Regions from separate parts of the Pan troglodytes genome. Here region 1 is linked to region 2. The links are chromatin contacts, called in public Hi-C maps. All regions are on one chromosome and are shown on one strand. The core of a region is the stretch at or near the end of the contact, and the rest is flanking DNA. Distances in the headings are between cores, read along the strand shown.

What was found. Hi-C and Micro-C count contacts between places; a contact is called where the count stands out from the background.
Region 1: a Hi-C map of induced pluripotent stem cells shows a contact between it and region 2, with 3 times the contacts expected there. The contact joins two enhancer-like sites. A contact is called at or near these places in 4 of 7 Hi-C or Micro-C datasets (blood, induced pluripotent stem cells and stem cell-derived neural progenitor cells) and 1 of 1 datasets of contacts at active chromatin or transcription factors (stem cell-derived excitatory neurons).

Annotation. Positions count from the first base shown.
Region 1 is chr12:112,722,534-112,728,442 of NHGRI_mPanTro3-v2.0_pri, reverse strand. It overlaps RRM2 (ribonucleotide reductase regulatory subunit M2), which reads left to right. Exons shown (of 12, transcript XM_063790117.1): 10 at 1,051-1,151; 11 at 1,452-1,572. The coding sequence ends at 1,458. Among named protein-coding and RNA genes, the nearest start is that of RRM2, 21 kb to the left of the region's middle. Within about 2 kb of position 1,737, at least 3 of the 24 cell types and tissues checked have an H3K27ac peak or open chromatin away from gene starts, as enhancers often do. A contact at or near this core is called in induced pluripotent stem cells, where this site is marked.
Region 2 is chr12:112,425,475-112,431,408 of NHGRI_mPanTro3-v2.0_pri, reverse strand. No RefSeq gene overlaps it. Among named protein-coding and RNA genes, the nearest start is that of ODC1, 13 kb to the right of the region's middle. Within about 2 kb of position 3,233, at least 2 of the 24 cell types and tissues checked have an H3K27ac peak or open chromatin away from gene starts, as enhancers often do. A contact at or near this core is called in induced pluripotent stem cells, where this site is marked.

The DNA.
Region 1 (5,909 bases), core at 488-2,987, 300 kb before region 2:
TTCTTTCTATTCTATTTTTCTGTTTAAATTTTCCTATAATGTTCTTATAATAAGTGTTGATGAGCACTCGCAGCCACCAGGGGCAGCAGCTACCCAGGCAGAAGGCTGTTCTGGGTCTCAGGTGGGCTTTAGGGAGAGGGACCCTGAGCTCTGGACCAGGGTTAGGAGGAGGTGCCCCGGGCATGTGGAGGCTGGCAGCCCTCGCTCCTGTGAACTGGCGGCTGGGGCTGCATCTCGCCCACGTCGCTGTCATGTGCAGGGCCCACGTTGTGAGTTGTGTGTCTGCTCACTATTGTGCTGTAGCCTCTGGAAGTTGCTTAGGAGCTTGGGATTTCGTGGAGAGGTGGGAGTTAGTTGCTTCTGTCCAAAGAGGTCGGCCAATGGGGGCCATTCTGAGTTCAGAAACCGCTGGCTTGGAGCCCGATGGACCCAGCCAGGCCCAGCTCTGCTGTTGACCAGTTATGTGCTCTGGGACTCAGGTTAAGTCTGTGGGTGGCAAAACTGGCACCTCCCATCCCATCTTCCCTCCATCCCCTCCCCCCACCCCTGTGTCTCACTCTGAGCCTTAGGGAGTTGGTGCCACCTAGCTACGCTCACTGACACGCATCTCATGCTGTGCTAGGATATTGTCCCCATGTTAGTGTGCCCTCTCCAGGGAGACTGCCAGCCCTCATGGGTGTGCATCTTCTGCTTCTGCATCCTCGGCCACTGCCAGCAGAGGTCTGGGCACATGGTGGTGGACAGTGGCTATTAACTGTGGTTGTGCTGGAATGGAGGAGGCCTGGTGTCTGGTCTTGGAGTCGAATGCATGTGCTTAAGGATTCCAAGATCACACGGAGGAGGGCGTGATTAGCTCTGGGAAGCGGGGAGGCAGGAAGGAGGGCAAGAGACCTCGACCTGTTCTTGGGAAGGAAAGAGCAGGTGAGGGTGGGGTACTGTTCCAAGCACGGGAAACAGAGCCCCAGGAGGTGGCCATGGCCCTGGGGCTGGGGCTGGGAGGCGGTTGCTCCAGCATGCAGTCACTGAGCCCTCCTGTATGCACTGCTGCAGGTGCTGGGAGACCGTGAAGTGCAAAGCAGATGGAGTCCAGGCCCTCGGGGAGACAGCACGCCAGTGAGGGAGACGGAGACCAATCACCCACCCAGTGTGCGGTAAGTCAGACGGTGACAAGCTCTGAAGACAAGGAAAGCAGGGAGGAAGGGGCGGGCTATGCCCCTTGCTCTTTCATGTGGGGAGACAGAGGGAGCCAGAGGATGTGGGGATCGACCACGTGGTTAGGGGAGGAAAGCATGTTTCAGGCGGAGGGTGGGCAAGCGCAAAGGCCCTGTGGCAGGCGCGTCTGTGAGTGGTCAGAGCAGAGTGAGGGGTGGGAGATGGGGCTGGGTCAGTGGAGTGGGTGTGTACATGCAGGTCTGCAGACCCAGGTAAAGAGTCTGGATTTCATTTCTAAGGGGATGAGAAGCTCGGGAAGGTCTGACCAGCCTTACGTCTTGAAAGGGAATCCCCTGCTTCTGCGTGTCAGGTGTTACTCGGGGTGCGCCAGTGGAAGCGGGAGGCAGTTGCAGCTTTCAGGTGAGAAATGATGGCAACTCACACGGTGGGGGAAGAGGGGCCACTGTGGAGGTGGCTTGCGGGGCCTGTCATCTGCTGTTTCCTAGCTCAGTGAACAGGGCCCCCACACACCCCTGCCAGGTCGGAAATCCAGGTACTGCCAGCCTCTGCCGTTCTACGTGTGGCCAGGCGGGGGAGCCTTCGCCCTCCCATGTCCCTCACCCCAGGCCCCAGACAGCACCGTCCTGCGATCCCCCTCCCATTCCAGTGCTCAGTATAGCCGTATCCCTCCAGGGCTCAGGCCCCCACCATGGCCAGATCCCCCACCCCACCTTCACCCTCCGCCAGTCCATTGCACACATAGCATCTGGAATGGTCTCGGGCAGCACCTCAGACGATGTGGCTGTGTTGCATGAGCCCCTCCCCTCACCGCAGCTCTCGGCCCTGCCTGAGCCCAGGTGCCCGCGGGCTCCCCGCTCACCTCTGCCTTGAACCTTCCTGAGTATGAGCTTCTTTTTTGTTTTGTTTTGTTTTGTTTTGAGACAGAGTCTTGCTCTGTCACCCAGGCTGCAGTGCAGTGGCGCGATCTCGACTCACTACAAGCTCTGCCTCCTGGGTTCATGCCGTTCTCCTGCCTCAGCCTCCCGCGTAGCTGGGACTACAGGCGCCCACCACCTCGCCTGGCTAATTTTTTGTATTTTTAGTAGAGACGGAGTTTCACCGTGTTAGCCAGGATGGTCTTGATCTCCTGACCTCGTGATCTGCCTGCCTTGGCCTCCCAAAGGGCGGGGATTACAGGTGTGAGCCACCATGCCTGGCCTGAGCCTGAGCTTCTTAAACACCACATCCTCTAGCCTCCTGCCTTCACACAGGCTGTTCCCTTAGCCTGGACTTTGTCCCCACCCACCCGCTCCTGATCTTTCAGGTCTCAACTTACAGGTCACTTTCCCTGGGAACCTCCTCAGAACCAGTGAGGCCAGATTAGGGGCCTCCTCAGAGCCCTCATGGCCCCAAGTGTTTACCACTTCGCTTTTTCATACTATCCAAAGTGTACAAAATCGTACACTTTTCTGATGCCTTGTTCCAGCTGAGTGCCCTGAGGGCAGGGATGGGGTCCGTGTCCTCCGGTGTGCTCAGCCAGCACCTGGCCGGGCACTCTCTGTTGTTGAATGAATGAGCGAGTGAGTGACCCGCAGGGGAAGCTGCTGTGTCTGACACGGTAACGTGCAGGTTGCACTGGGGGGGCCTGGTTGAGATCATGACTGGAGTCCCTGGCCCCCAGAGTGGGAGTCATCAGTGGGGCTCGCTACCTCTGCACAATTTTGTTTTTTTCTTTGAGACAGAGTCTTGCTCTGTCGCCAGGTGGTACAGTGGTACGATCTTGGCTCACTGCAACCTCCGCCTCCTGGGTTCAAGCAATTCTCCTGCCTCAGCCTCTCGAGTAGCTGGGACTACAGGTGTGCACCACCGTGTCCAGCTAATTTTTGTATTTTTAGTAGAGACGGGGTTTCACCATGTTGGCCAGGATGGTCTCGATCCCTTGACCTTGTGATCCGCCCGCCTTGGCCTCCCAAAGTGCTGGGATTACAGGCGTGAGCCACCACACACGGCCCCTCTGCCCACTTTCTTCCCCTTCCTCCTCTCCCGTCTCCACCAAGGCTGTCTCTGGAGTGGCTGTGGATGCTGACAGAATGCATGTCCGCTCTGCCATCACTATTCACGCACAGCGCCTGTTGGGGACTCTCCTGTAACCCAAAGGGGTAGCGGAAGGATGGAACTTCAGGCCTTGAGGGCCAGGAACTGAATGTGGAAGACTGAATCCTCAGGGGACCCCAGCTCTGGGCTGGGTCTGGGGCTCTGTTTTGAGGACTGGGAGTGGGAGGAGGTGGCAGCAGGAGCCGGCGTCTGAGGCATCTCCTCACACTCTTCCAAGGTCAGAGACGAGGTCTCAGATACGCTTGCTAATGCACGATTTCTTTCTTTTTCAATTTCCTTTGGAACCTGTGCTGTGCAGATGTTCACATGATGTGGTGGGGAAGTGAGTTTTATAAAACTCTTGGCAGAGTACCATTCGGCATCCCTGTGGTTCTAGAGATTTCTGGGGCCTCGGGGCTGTAGCACCAGCTGCAGACAGCTGCCTGCCTTCTTACAGTGCTCAGCTTTTGGGTCCAGCAGCTTTCTCAGTCCCAAACACGTGTGACCTCACGATTCTGGCCCTTCCATGATCCGCAACAAACTGTTCTGGTGTGTAGGTGGAATTCCTATTTTTAATAGCCAAGTTGTTGAGAAATTGTAGGGCTTCTACTTCCTTTTGAACGGAAGGGCTCCGGAGATATTTATATCTTTGCTTCTATAGAATCTAGGAGGTTGTCTTTACCCAGGGAGGGTCAGCATGTGGAGAGGGTCAGCATGTGGAGAGGGTCACCTGGGAGAGGCCCCGGTGTCAGCCTGCACTTGCCGTCAGTAAATGGTACGACATTGAGCACCAAGGAGCTCAGCCAGCCCCTCGACGGAAGTCCTAGCTGCCCACTGGGGGAAGGGCGAGGAGGCATGAAAACAATGACCCCACTGGCTGGTGGGGGTGACCGTGTTATGCAAAGTGTACACCATGTAGCATGAGCACCGGGCCGGGAGCCCCCAAGGCTGCTGGGGAATCAGGGAGACACCAAAGAGGAGGTGGCCTTTCCCTTGAAGGGTAAGGGATCGGTAGGAGTCTGTGGGAGAGTGGAAGCTGCGGGAGGGGAAGGAGGGAGGGAAGGAGGCCTGGAGAGAGGAGGGAGGCTCTTACATTCCAGGCAGGTATGGGAGCTCCTGGCAGAGTTTGCAGTACCCAGTGGCTCAGTGTGGTTGGAGTTGGCTGTGGGCCAGGTGGGTGGGTAGACAGGGGCCAGGTCTGGAGGGGTTTTTAGTGCTGTGCTGAGGGGTCTGAAGTCCATCCCGAAAGTTGTAACTGGGGAGTGGCACGGTGGTGAGTTAGAGCCACGTCATTCAAACTTTCTCAAATTCCCATACATAGAGACCTAGTGTGCACACTCGCAGCCCAGGCTTGTGAGCTGCAGTCGCCCTTGCCATGTGCAGCTCGTTCTGGCGTGTTCTGTTCTGCTTCTATTCTGGCTCATTTGTTCTATGAACAATGCTGTTTGCAATCCTCTACATTGGCTTCCTCTCTCCCTGAATATTTTTGATCTGCAGTTAGAACAACACTGGATTGGCAAGAGGGAGACTGAGGCGGGAACCCAGGCAGAGGCTGCTGTGAGTCCAGCTAGGATGAGACGTGGGTGCCAGACAGTGGGCCTGGGGCAGACCCCAGGGACTCCGCAGTGAAGACCCCACCTCAGTGGTCCTGGGCCCCAGGCCTCAAGAGACTTGGGGCAGCTCCCTAAGCAGCAAGAGGGGTCCTGTCATCGTGAGGCGTGTTGAGGATCCAGAAGCTGTGGTTTCATAACTCCGTCACTGTGTGGTGTCTGAAAGCCATTTCATTAAATGTCACATGGAATCAAAATAGAAATTACATCTCTGGGACAAAGCCCATTGAGCCAGGAGCCAGGGATTCTGAATTGGAACCAGAATAGCCTCCGAAGCTGGGACTGTGGATCCAAGGCTGCCCCCACCCCCTGGGTCTCGCTGACATCTGCACTCCCCAGAGGGGGCAGGTGGTCCTGGAGCCTAGCCTACCTGCCGAGAGTCAGAGGTGGCTGCAGGGGAACCATGGCAGCCCTCCTTCTCACACTCATCCTGGGCACCCTGCACCAGCAGAAGGGTTTACATGTACAATCGCCCATCCCTAGCCCCTTCTGGGAGGGAAGCATATCTTACGGATGGTGACCTTGAGGCTCAGGGAGGTTAAGGTGCCAGCCTGAGATCACACAGCCAGTGAGAGGCAGAGACAGGGCTTAAACTCCAAACGATGGCTCCAGAGCCCCCTCTCTTTTCCATGCCCTGGGCTGCCTCTTTCCCCAGTGCACCTTGCTTTTTGGAACCAGATGACCAATGTGGAAAGACATGAACTGATTCAATCAGAGTGTATGGAGAAGGGACTTAGAGACCCTGGTATTTTTAAAGCTCCCTGGTAATTCTCATGTGCAGCTAGGGTGGGGCGCCTCTACTCTGCGGAATAGGGAAGGGGTGTAAGTGGCCCTGTGTCTCCCCTCTGTCCCCATCTGCCACCTGCTTGTCCATCCATTCAGCCGTTGCACGGACAGGTTGCCTTCTGGGGGCTGCTAGCCCCCTTGCACTGGGCAACGCTGTGTCCCCTCTGTCCCTCCCCCCAGCGCATGCTCCTCGCTCTGCCCCTGCTGCAGGTGGGCCATGCTTGGAGGGGCGCAGGAGAGCTGAGATGGGGTGGGGATGGATCAGGC
Region 2 (5,934 bases), core at 1,984-4,483:
ATGGAACCCTCCCCTCCTTGCCGGGCTTAGGCAGGTACGTCATTAGATCTTCTATCTGCCTCTTGAGATCAGGGGTGCGCATGAGCAGGGACCCAAAACGGGGGTCCAGTTAGGATCACAGCCCCCCAAGAGGAGACAGAACCCACAGGACCTTCAGGCTTCTGAGAGGGACCTCGTGGGCCCAGGAAAAGGTATTTAGAAAAACAGGAGTTCGGCCTTGGGTTCATCCGTGACGTGACCTTCCCCCAGCCGCCTTGCCCTGGGCTGGGCGCCGTTGTGAATCAAGCCCACACACCTGGGGAGCTGCCAGCCAGCGGGAGCCTCGGCCGTCGGGGAACAGACTCCGGCTTGGGCAAGCAGCCTGGCAGCCCTGAAAGGAACAAGAGGAAAATGGAGCTGTGGGGCAGGGGCGGGGCTCAGCTCGAGAGGCAAGTGGTCCCGTGCTAGTCCCACCTGTCACCAGCCACCCAGTCCTGCCGCTCTGACCCCGCCACTGCGGCGCAGGGGCCTGGTGCCCGCTGGTCCTGGGCTCCGGCTCCGGGTCGGCAGCGATGTATCCCGGCCCAGAGTGGGGCGGGGTAGGGCAGGGCAGGGCAGGGCCAAGGTCAGTTTCCTTTAAGCTGGGCACGACCTCTCCTTGGCTTGGGGCTCCCTTACTGTGGCCTGGGAAGAGGTCTCAGAGGAGACGGGGTGATGCTGGAGACATGGTGGCGAAGGAGCACTGCGGGCCTGGGCCCCGGGGGGTAGCTGTCTATCCAGCAAACACCTCCCCAGGGCCAGCGTGGGGCATGGCACAGCAGGGCACTGCCGGGGCGCAGGAGCTGCGGGGGCGGGTACAGCCTGCCTGGGGCAGGAGGCTGGGGAGGGTGGGAGGGAGCTCGGGAGGAGGGGTGGCTGAGGCCAGCGGGGGCGGGCGGGGCGGCAGCCCCTGGAGGGCCCCTGGAAGGCCTCAGCTCCTCCGGCTCTTCCCAGCGGGCTGTGGGACTGTACCATGGGGCCCCGACCTGAAGGGGCCACCTGCCTCCTGCAGTTCACGGGAAGGCAGACCCTGGCCCGCCCTGGAGCCACCTGCCCACGGCCTCTTCCAGCTGCAGCCAGGCCCTCCGGGCTCGAGCGGGCTCATCCACTAGGTGTGTGTGTGTGCGTCTGTGTGTTGTGTTGGGTGTGTGTGTGGCTGGGGCATGTGGTCTTAGTGTGTGCTGTGGATGTGTGTGGTGTGTTTGGGTGTGTGGGAATGGTGTGGGGATGGTGTGACTTTGTGTGTGATGTCGAGGTGTGTGGTGTGTTTGCATGTGTGGTGGTGTGTGGGCATGGTGTGACTGTGTGTGTGTGCTGTGGATGTGTGTGGTATGTTTGCGTGTGTGGTGGTGTGTGGGGCATGGTGTGACTGTGTGTGTGTGCTGTGGATGTGGTGTGTTTGTGTGTGTGTGTGGTGGTGTGTGGGGTATGGTGTGACTTTGTGTGATGTGGATGTGTGTGGTGTATTTGCGTGTGTGGTGGTGTGTAAGGGATGGTGTGACTGTGTGTGTGCTGTGGATGTGTGTGGTATGTTTGCGTGTGTGGTGGTGTGTGGGGCATGGTGTAACTATGTGTACATGTGTGTGATGTGGATGCATGTGTGTGTGTGTCATGGTGTGTGGGGCATGGTGTAACTGTGTGTGCTGTGGATGTGTGTGGTGGTGTGTACTGTGCTGTGTGTGTGTGATGTGGATGTGTGTGGTGTGTTTGTGTGTCATGGTGTGTGGGGCATGGTGTAACTGTGTGCTGTGGATGTGTGTGGTGGTGTGTGCTCTGTGTGTGTGGCATTGCGTGTGCTGTGGATGTGTGTGGTGGTGTGTACTGTGCTGTGTTTGTGTGTGTGTGTGTGTGTGTGTGTGTGGAATTGCGTGTGCTGTGGTGGACCCGGGTCCACAGGTGGGTGGCTTCTGGAGTGCCACATGAGGCTGTTGAGTGGCAGCCCTGGCAGCTCATTCCAGGAGGGCCAGGTGGGGTGCCTGGCTCCGTGGCCTGAGAGGCTGGGCCTGGGCTCTGGGCACCCTGCTCCCCTTCCTGGCCCACCTGGGCCCACAGTGGCCTCCCTCCACGCTGAGCTTCCCTGCACCAGGCCTGTCCTAGGCCTCCATGTCCCCTCCTCCAGAGGTCGCCTTCGGTGACCTCATCAAATTACTCTGGTTGTCTCCACCCTGAATCCCTGCGAGGCTGCTCAGGAATGAGTGGGGATGAATGAATGAAGGGAGGGTCAGCAGGTGGCTCTGCTCTGTCTTCACGCACCTGGAACCGCACAAGCTTATGCCCTGGACACACACTGAGACCCAGGCCAAGTCCCAGCTCCACCTCGAATGAGCCGCCTGGCACTGGACAAGCGCTGTGTCTTCACCTGTAAACCATGTGGTCAGGGAACCAGGGGCAGAGGGAGGGGCTGCAGGGCCTTGAGGGGAATGGCAAGGGTCCTCAGGGGCAGGACCTGACCTCCAGGTTCCTGGGGACCTCGGAAGGTGGGGGCCCCAGGGTTAGGGTCAGGCACCCTGGCGGGGATGGCAGAGCATGGGAGCCATGTGTGCGGGTGTCTTGTGGGGTGTGTGTGAGGCTGGGGCATGTGGTCTTAGTGTGCGCTGTGGATGTGTGTGGTGTGTTTGCATGTGTGGTGGTGTGTGGGGGATGGGGAGGGCGTCACAGGCAGCCTCAGGTGGGCTCTGCCTCTGGCTCAGGGACAGGTGCCAGGCACCAGCCCCACAGGAGGGGTGGCGGGGGGAGATCTGCCCTCCGCCCACTCAGTCTATCATGGGGGGTGGTCAGGGGAGGCCGGGTGGGGTCACCAGTTGCTGGTGGGCACAGGGGAGGATTGGGAACACCTCAGAGGGGATTGGGGCCACTTCGGGGACGGGCAGGGGGACAGGCAGGACCAAGGCTGCAGGGCCCCATCAGCTGTACACAGGTCTGGTTCTACAACATGGGGCAGGGGTGCAGGGGCTGGGCTGGGGGCTTCACCTGGGGGGCCTCAGGAAGTGTTTTGGGGGTCAGGGGAGTGGTCTGGTCGGGGACTGGGCTGCCTGGTGCCCCTTCCTCAAAGCCCCCGGGACCCTGGAGTGGCTGAGTCGGGAGCTCTGGATCGAGGCCACGCTCCAGTCTCACAGCCCTGAGGCTGTCAAGGGCCCCCTGTGATAGTCCAGCTGTCAGTGTTTGCCCAGTGGTCGAGTGATCTGACCACCTTTTCCTGGCCCTGACCGCGCTGCCAATGCGGGGTGCTGCTGCCCCCTGGTGTCCATAGCTAGGAGGGCCATCCAGGGCTTGGGTGTGCTGGTTCCAGGTGGGCCTGCTTTCGAGAAAAGCTTTCTGTCCTGGGCGGCATTTGATGACGGAGGAGGATGCTGAGGCCCAGAGGAGCCCCTGACTTATGGTGGGCCAAACGGCACACAAAAGCTGAGGCCAGGCTCCTGGTACCCAGGACCAGAGGCCTTATTGCCAGATAGGAATGCCAGATACAATACAGGGCACCCAGTTACACTTGAATTTCAGATCAACAAGAAGCAATTTTGCAGCTGACATATGTCCCGTGCAGTATCTTATCTTTGTGCTAAATCTGGCAACCCTCCTTGAGAAGCCAGGGAGTGGGGCCTGCACAGCCCTGGGGCGGGTGAGAAGCTGGAAGGGCCAGGCCTTCTGACAGGCACCCCCAGGGCCAGGTGCATGACCCTCCTGGCGGAACCACCCAGGCCCAGACTGACCCTTGCCCAGCAGGGCACCAGGTCTCCTCCCCTGCGGAGCCACCCCCGAGCTGGCCCAGCCTGGAGACCCCCGATCCCCAGCTCACAAGCTCACGGGCCTGAGCTCCACAAGTCACCTGACTGAGCTCCACCTAGGTAACCCCTGGCCAGTGGCAGAGCACGCCTGGTCACAGCCCTCTCCAGCCTGGAGTCAACGCTGCACGTGGATAAAATTCTCCTAACTCCCAACAGCAGCAAGAATTCCGGAGGCGCTTCCACTCTGTGCCCTGCATTCGGGCCTTCACCTATCCTCCCTTGTAGCTGCCCTGCCGTGGGTGGGGGGCACCAGCTCAACCCCCACTCAGAAGGAGGCGGCCGTGGGGACCCCTGTGCCTAGTGAGGCATGGGGCCTGGGTCTGGCTAGTGCCTAGTGAGGTGTGGGGCCTGGGTCCAGCTTCGTCTGTCCAGCTCCAGCCGAAGCTGAAGCCACAGCAGGAATGCAGGGCCAGGTGCCACCCTCTGTGGTATTCCGGAGCCATGGGTGCTCGGGGCTGCCTCTGCCACCCTGGCAGGGAATAGGATTGGCAGAGAGCAGGGGCCGGGAACACGTTGCCCTTGGTGAGAGAAGGATGCCGCATTCTAGTCATGGTCATTGTTCAGCAAGAGCCCAGGAGCAGAAGCTGGCTGGTGAGGCAGGGCCCTGAGGACACCCAGGCCCTCCTTCTAACTCACGGACTCGCCTTGGACGAGTCACTTGACCTCTCTGGGCTTCATCCCATCTGTAAAACACAAGAACTGGGAGAACTCAGCAAAGCCTTTGCTTCACATGACATCCTACCTTGAAACCCGATGGGTGAGATTGGGTGAGGCGGAGAAGGCAGAGCCCCCCACTTGCCCCCCTCACCCCCAGGCACTGAGGCTTCTCGGGAATCCCTGGTGGGGACACAGCCCGATTTGAAACGGGTCGACTCTTGCCTTCAGGGGCAGTTTTCCAGCCGGGCCCAGAGATGGTGCAAAGCAAACCCCCAGATCCATCATGGGGGAGGGCCCATGTCAAAGAGGGTACAGGGTGACAGCCAGAAAACCCCCTAAAGCGGAGGGGGCTAGCCAGCCACTTCGAGTCACTTAGGAAAATCTAGTAAGGAGGGAACCTGCGAAGAGATGTGTGGTCCCAGTAGAAGAGGTCACTGCTGGGGGTGTGACGAGCACATGACTTCACAAGACAAGCCGAGTGAGGCCCGGGAAGGGGCAGGCCCTACCCACGAGAAAGTGCAAAGTGGGCGTCAGCCAGGGCTCAAGAGGGCCGCAGGGGGCACACGTGGCTTGCTCTGCCCACCGGCTTCTGGCCTGCCCTTGGTTGCTGCAGGCTATCTGTGAGGGGCAGTGCCTGGCCCTGACACTGTCGGGGAGGGAGGGGTTGACCACCTGCTGATGTGCCAGGAATGTTCCCATCTTTGGCTTCTGATGGGTCTGCTGCCTTCGTCGGCCTCATGAGCTGGGTTGGCATGAGCCAGCCCTCCTGGACCCTGCAAAGGTGAGGACCAGGTCGTGAGCAACTCTACCGTGTCCCCCTGAGCCAGTCCACTGCCCAAGCCACCCTCCAGCTGCTTAACAGCATGTTCCCAGGGTAGGGAAACACCGAATGAATGCTGGGGTCCTCTGACCTGGCTTGAATGCTGCCTCACTATCTGCGTGACTTGAGTTCATCTCTGAGTTTATGTCTTCACGTGGGAAACCTATTTTACAATCCTCGTAAAGTCAGTAATACATTCCAATGTCAAAAGCGCAGTGTGGAGCCAGTCCCCACTCTCGGCCCAGGCCTCTGGTTCTTCTGCCTAGAGGCAACCTCTGTTACCTGTTTCTTACAAGCTCTTCCAGAAATATGCCATGCATATGCAAGTATGTATGTACACACACAGTTTGTTGGGGTTTGATTTTGCTTTTTACACACATAGTAGCATACTACACGTGCCCCTTGCTTTGCTATCCTCATTGAATCTAGCTTGGAGCTTGTTCCTTATCAGTACTGATGAATCTGCTTCATTCCTTAACCACTGTATATCCCGTTCCATTGACAATTTCATCAGTACCTGCTTGTATACAAGAGATTGTTTACAAATGATGCCACAATGAATAATTTTCGAAGAGTATCATCAGAGAAATTCTTAGAACTGCTGGGTCAAAGATAATGTGGATTATTGATATTGTCAAGTTCCCTCCAAAGAGACTG